Regions from separate parts of the Anser cygnoides genome. Here region 1 is linked to region 2. A link is a contact called in public Hi-C data. All regions are on one chromosome and are shown on one strand. Each heading gives the region's core, a stretch centred on a gene start, on an enhancer-like site or on the middle of the called end of the contact. The rest is flanking DNA. Distances are from core to core; before and after follow the strand shown.

Region 1 (2,700 bases), core at 157-2,656, 71 kb before region 2:
CACATTTGATATCATACAGCTGCATGCCATCATCTCTGCTGGGAAACCTGGGAGAAAAATGGGAGAAAAAACCTTTACTTCTGTCTCCTCTCCTTCGGGGCTCCAGTTTATCCCACCCCCTTCACCCTCCGCTCCTCTCCCCGCTCACCTACAGGGCCCTGAGCTTTGCTTCCACTGCAGATGCAGTAATCTCCTCTTTCACCTTAGCCATGTGGCAACGGTCCTTTCTCAAAGGAAACCCAAAGGTTCATTTTGTTCTTACTGATAGCACAGGTTCTGCACCATATCCTCACTGTAGAGTGTTCCTCTACCCTAGTTTCTCATTCTCTTGGCTGTGGATGCTTTACCAAGTAACCGAGCCTGGGTTCTGAGTATTCCCACACCATCCCTAGACCTCTCACTACCAAAGGGTTGCTTCTTGGTAGCTTGGTCCTCCTTTCCATCCTAGGTAGGAGCACAGCATCTTTAACACCCCTCTGTGTTAAATCCCTTACATTCCCCTCCTTCTCTCTTCACAAATTCAGTAATTCCAGCACTTAGGCCATTCCCGAAGTGTTGTGGTCTGTTCAGCAGTAGACTTTGTTCAATACAGCTGACTGCAAAACTAATAGAGCCAGTTATTGATGTTCATTCTTTTCATTACAGACCAAGATGTTTTCTCTGCCACTTTAAACTCATCAGCCACACAGCAAAAATTCTTTTAATGTTCTTCTAGAATTTCTTCTTAGCTTACCAAAACCAAGTCCATAATAGCATCAGGTCTTGTTGGTAGAGGGATCAGGCTGTCGACTCCTTTATTTACTCAAAACAGCATCCATCTCTACAGACACCGCTGCTGGTAACTGCCCAATAACAATTTTCTAGACATAATCAAATTCCATCCCAGGGAGTATTCAATACAAAAACCCTTTCCACTCAAAAAAAGCTCCTAGTACACACTTTGGGTTATTTACTTTATTGAAAGGGTATTTGTGAATGTCAGAAAATCAGCACACTCACAGTAAAAGATACCTTCGCACCAAAAAGCTGGCCGTAAGCAATAATTTCTTCACCTGTTCAGCCCTGCTGAGTAGTCTAAAGCACTTACATGCCCAAGGGAAAGGAGGGAGGCATGAAGGCACCTACAGCCAGGAGGGGGATCCCAAAAGCAAGGGGAAGAGGCAGCCTGGGCTAGCAGCCAAGCCACCGAGGCTGTTTGAGCATCTGTCCTCTGCTCAGAGGAATGCAGACATGCAGCCACCAAGAAGCACCTATGATGGACCTCAAATCTCTCTCTGTATCCCAAATTGGGCCCTTGGTTATATGCTGACTTGCTTTTCTTCAGGAATTGCTTTTCTTCAAGACAATAACATCCTTCTCTGAGACACGTGCAACACTTCAGAAGCTGGAGTATTTCCTCCACTACCCACTTCTATCCTTCAAGCCAACCCACCCCAAAACACCAATTTGGCTTTCAGAGCCAGTCAAATAATTAGTACTTCAGGAGCGGATAGGGCAGCTTTTGAACTGTGGATATTACCTCACTTGAGGTGGAATAAACACCTGTAACATATCTGCCCTCTTAGTAACTCCAGGGAATTACTCCATGACAAAGCTGTCACAGACCATAACAACCTGTTTATTAAAAACATGCATAACAATACAACAAAGCAACAAAGAGGTTTGTGCGTATTAAAACATGAACATTTTCATCTCACGAGCTCAGACCTGGTAGCACTCGGCACTTATCAGAAAAAAGCCACTTGGTTTATCTGCTTTCCTGCAGGCGAAGTCCGATCGGGCTGCCCGGCAGGTCATGCTGATTCACAATGAGCTAAGGTACGAGAGGCACTGCCTAGGTCTGTAAACACACGCCATTAAGCAACTGAGTTCGAGCTCAGACTTGGTGTGACAGCTATTACCACAAACTGCACCCAAACATTACACCTTAGCCAGCATTAAACCCATTCACACTGCAGGAGCTTCTGAATTGGAGGAGTTTGAATCAAACTTTTTGCCCGATTACAGCACGCCTCTCCACTCACTGTGGATGCTTCCCAGTCAGTCGTGTTTTTCTGCTTGGTGACAGTAGCACAATGCTGCCCTAAGATTTGCTGGAAACACACAAAGCCAAGCCAGACTCAAAAACCATCTTTATTTTGGAAGACTAACCAAGTCTAGATTTGGGCTTAATCAGCTCCTCTTTGTCTAAATAGGAAAAACTTCCAAAGCATCTATTTTAGCAAAATCCTCCACTTCGACAAAAAGACACAATCTGCAGCTAGCTCATGACCACTCGCCTCCCACCCTCACCTTCATCTAATACTGCAGCAATCGCAGAGTCTTCCTCAACCCTCTGCAACGAGCCATCCCCCAGCCTCTGCCCCAGCATCCCGCTCCTGTTTCACGCAGCTGGGTGCCAGCGGAGGGCTGCAGACGGCTTCATTTGGTGAAGAGATGACAGAAAGCAGCAATAGCTCCTCGAGGGAAAACGTTTTAATGTTTTTCTAGTACAGCAGGGTACCTGCACCGAAACTGCAGCTCGTGTGCAATAGCTCTGCATAAGCAAGGGCCACGTATTACATTACTCACAGGGGTGATCCTATGGAATTAAGATAAGTATTTTAATGAATATGTACCCAGAGTAAATATTTACCTGTGGACTTTGTAAATATTTACACTTACTTAAAATGTTTTGGCTGCAAATTGTAAAAGCCTTTA
Region 2 (2,700 bases), core at 72-2,571:
CTGGCATGAGGTCCCCAGTGTCCCCTCCCCATGGTGCTGGCACATTGTCCCAGCACCAGGATCCCCTGGTCCCAATGCAGAATGTCCCCATGGGGTTCCCAGTGTCCCCAGCAGTGTCCCCACGGTCCCAGCAGAAGGTCCCCACGGTGCTGGCATGGGGTCCCCAACGTCCCCAGCCCAGTGTTCCTGCCTCTGTCCCCCCTTTTCGGCAGGGCACAAGGACATCGCACCCTGCCGCACCCCACAGTGCCATGAGGACACCCCACACCTTGTCCCTGTCACCGCCTTGGACTTTACCCAAGGTGCCACCAGGCGCTGGGCACGTGAGGAAGGTGGCAGGAGGACACGTGGGACGGGGATGTGCCACACCTGGGAGGAAGTTTTGTCCCCAGATTTGTGCTTCCACCAGTGTGAGTGGGGTCAAAGCATCTGTGGGTGCTTGCGGGGACGGATGGCTTGTCCCCAGTGGTGGCACTGCTGCCCCATGGGGACAACGAGCTGGCAGAGGGGGCACAAGGGTTGCGCACCATGAACCCGGCACTGTCCCCACCCTGGTCCCCAAATGTCCCCTCCGTGGGGGTAACAGAAAAGCAGGGGACGCTCCCTCAAGACTCCCAAGCCCAACAGTGACAATGGTGTCACCACCTTCCAAAGCCACCCCCAAAATTCCTCTTTTTGGGCAAAACAGCCAAATGGCTCAATCCACGCACGCGACTTTGAGGTTTGGTGGAAAACGGGGCCAAAAAGCAGCGTTTTGGTGCCCCCCCAAGGGCCACTGAGGTTTTTGGGCACTCAGGCCCGGCGCGTAACTCGAGACTCCTATTTTTGTCCCCAAGTGTCTATTTTTGTCCCCAGACCATGGCGCTGGCAGCACTGGGGATGGCGTGTGCCCCCCGCTGCCTCCACCTCCCGTGGGGTGCCGCGGCGTGTAGGGCACCGTGCGGGACCGAGCTGCGTGGGCACGGGGCCTTTTTTTCCCCAGAACGGCTGTTTTGTCCCCAAAACTTGGGGACAACCATAAGGACAGCCGGGGGACACCGCGGGGCGGCCGGGGGGGCGGCGGGAAGCACCCCACGGTGCCCCCCGGCCGCCCAGCGCTTCTGCAGGTACCGCGGGCAGCGGGCGCGGGGGGGGTCAATTGAGGGGCGCGGCGCCTTTAAGAGCGGCGCGGCCCCTTTAAGATAGGCGCGGCCCCTTTAAGAGCGGCGGCCACTCTCCTCCGGCGTGCCCGCCTGCTGCGCCGCCGCCTGATTGGCTGCGGGGCGCGTGAGCCGCCTCGCTCCTCAACCGCAGCTTGCGCGTCCGCCGGAGAAAGAAGTCCCCGCTTCTCCCCCGCGGCGCGAAGCCGGCGGAGGGATCCGTGGGGGCGGTGCTGCGGCCGGGATCACCTTGGCGGCGCGGGGCGGCCACGCGCAGAGGAGCGGCGGCTCTCGGGCAGGACGGGTGCGGGGCGTGGCGGCGGGAGCAGCACCAGGAGGTAACGGCGGCCCCGGACAGGGAAAGAAGAGGCGGCGGGCGGGCACCGGGGGCCGCCGCCATCTCCGGTGCCCGTGGGTCCCCGTGCCGAGCCGGGGGCCTCCCCGCGGGGCCGGCCACTAGGGGGGAGCGGCCGCTGAGGGGAGCGGGGCCGCTGAGGGGAGCGGCCGTTAGTGGGGAGCGGTCCCTGAGGGGCCGCTGAGGGGCGCGGGCGGCCCCGCGTGTCCCTGGAGGGGTGCCCGGCCTTGCGCCGCCGCCCCGAGCCGCTCCCTGCCCCCGGGCGCTGAGGCAGAGGCGCGGCAGCGCTCGTGTCGGCGGCCCCGGGCCCTTCCCGCTGCCCCCCCCCAGGCCGGGGGCTCCGGGGGCCGCTTCGCAGCGGGTTTGGGGCCGGGGGGGCGGGGATGGGGCGGGGGGGGAGGAGGGGGCGGGCCGCGGGAGCCCCTCGGCTGCCTCCCCCGAGCAGTAAAAGCAGCAGCCGAGGTCTGAAACGTGCTTTGTTCCGGCCTCGGCGCTACCCATCCGGCAGGCCCGGGGATGCGTCCGGGGGAGCCCCCGGGATGTCGGTGACTAACGCGCCGGGAAGCGGCCGCCCCCCGCTGCCAGGACGGCTCCTGACGGCGGCTGGCACCGGCGCCCGAAGGCTGGGCTGGGCGGCGAGGAGCTGCTCTGCTGAACTTAGTGCCTCCGGGGAAGCTCCGGGGCCGGTTGTGCAACCCCAAGGGCTGAACTGAAAAACCCCACCGTCGTAAGCACGTTTTTGTGCCCCGTTTCCGAAGCAGGACTTAAGTTAAAGTATCTCTAGGAAGAAGCCCGCACGTGGTGCTGCGAGAGCGCTAGGTGTGCTCGAGGGAGGGACAGCCCTGCGGTTGCGGTTCGGTGGCCCCATGTGCCGTGCTGCTGCGGCCGGGTTAAAAACCATCTTTTCTTTCAGCACAGGGCGCTCTGCTGCTGGCCAGGTGTTGGACGCCGTGATTCAGGGCAAAACCCTCCCCAGAAACTTTGCTTTCACTCGAAAGCACGCTTCCTGCTGCTGGCAGAGACCGCAGTGCCGCATCCGGGCCTCCCACTGGAGCCGTCTGTTTTTTCTCCAACTAAACACACGTTTTATTAAAACCTTTAATTTATTGCCGTTAGCCGGAGCGCCGCGAAGCCGGCGTTAATTCCCCTTCTGTGCCCCGAGCTGGTAATTCAATTTAACACAGACAAAATGTTCCTCCGGCTGAG

Evidence for each region. Hi-C and Micro-C count contacts between places; a contact is called where the count stands out from the background.
Region 1: a Hi-C map of liver shows a contact between it and region 2, with 18 times the contacts expected there. The contact joins the enhancer-like site here to the promoter of PKM in region 2. A contact is called at or near these places in 2 of 7 Hi-C or Micro-C datasets (both in liver).

Annotation. Positions count from the first base shown.
Region 1 is chr11:12,106,692-12,109,391 of Taihu_goose_T2T_genome, reverse strand. The region is part of intron 2 of ARIH1 (ariadne RBR E3 ubiquitin protein ligase 1); the gene reads right to left. Among named protein-coding and RNA genes, the nearest start is that of ARIH1, 25 kb to the right of the region's middle. Within about 2 kb of position 1,406, at least 2 of the 3 cell types and tissues checked have open chromatin away from gene starts, as enhancers often do. A contact at or near this core is called in liver, where this site is marked.
Region 2 is chr11:12,036,096-12,038,795 of Taihu_goose_T2T_genome, reverse strand. PKM (pyruvate kinase M1/2) reads left to right here and starts at 1,321. Exons shown (of 11, transcript XM_048081479.2): 1 at 1,321-1,477.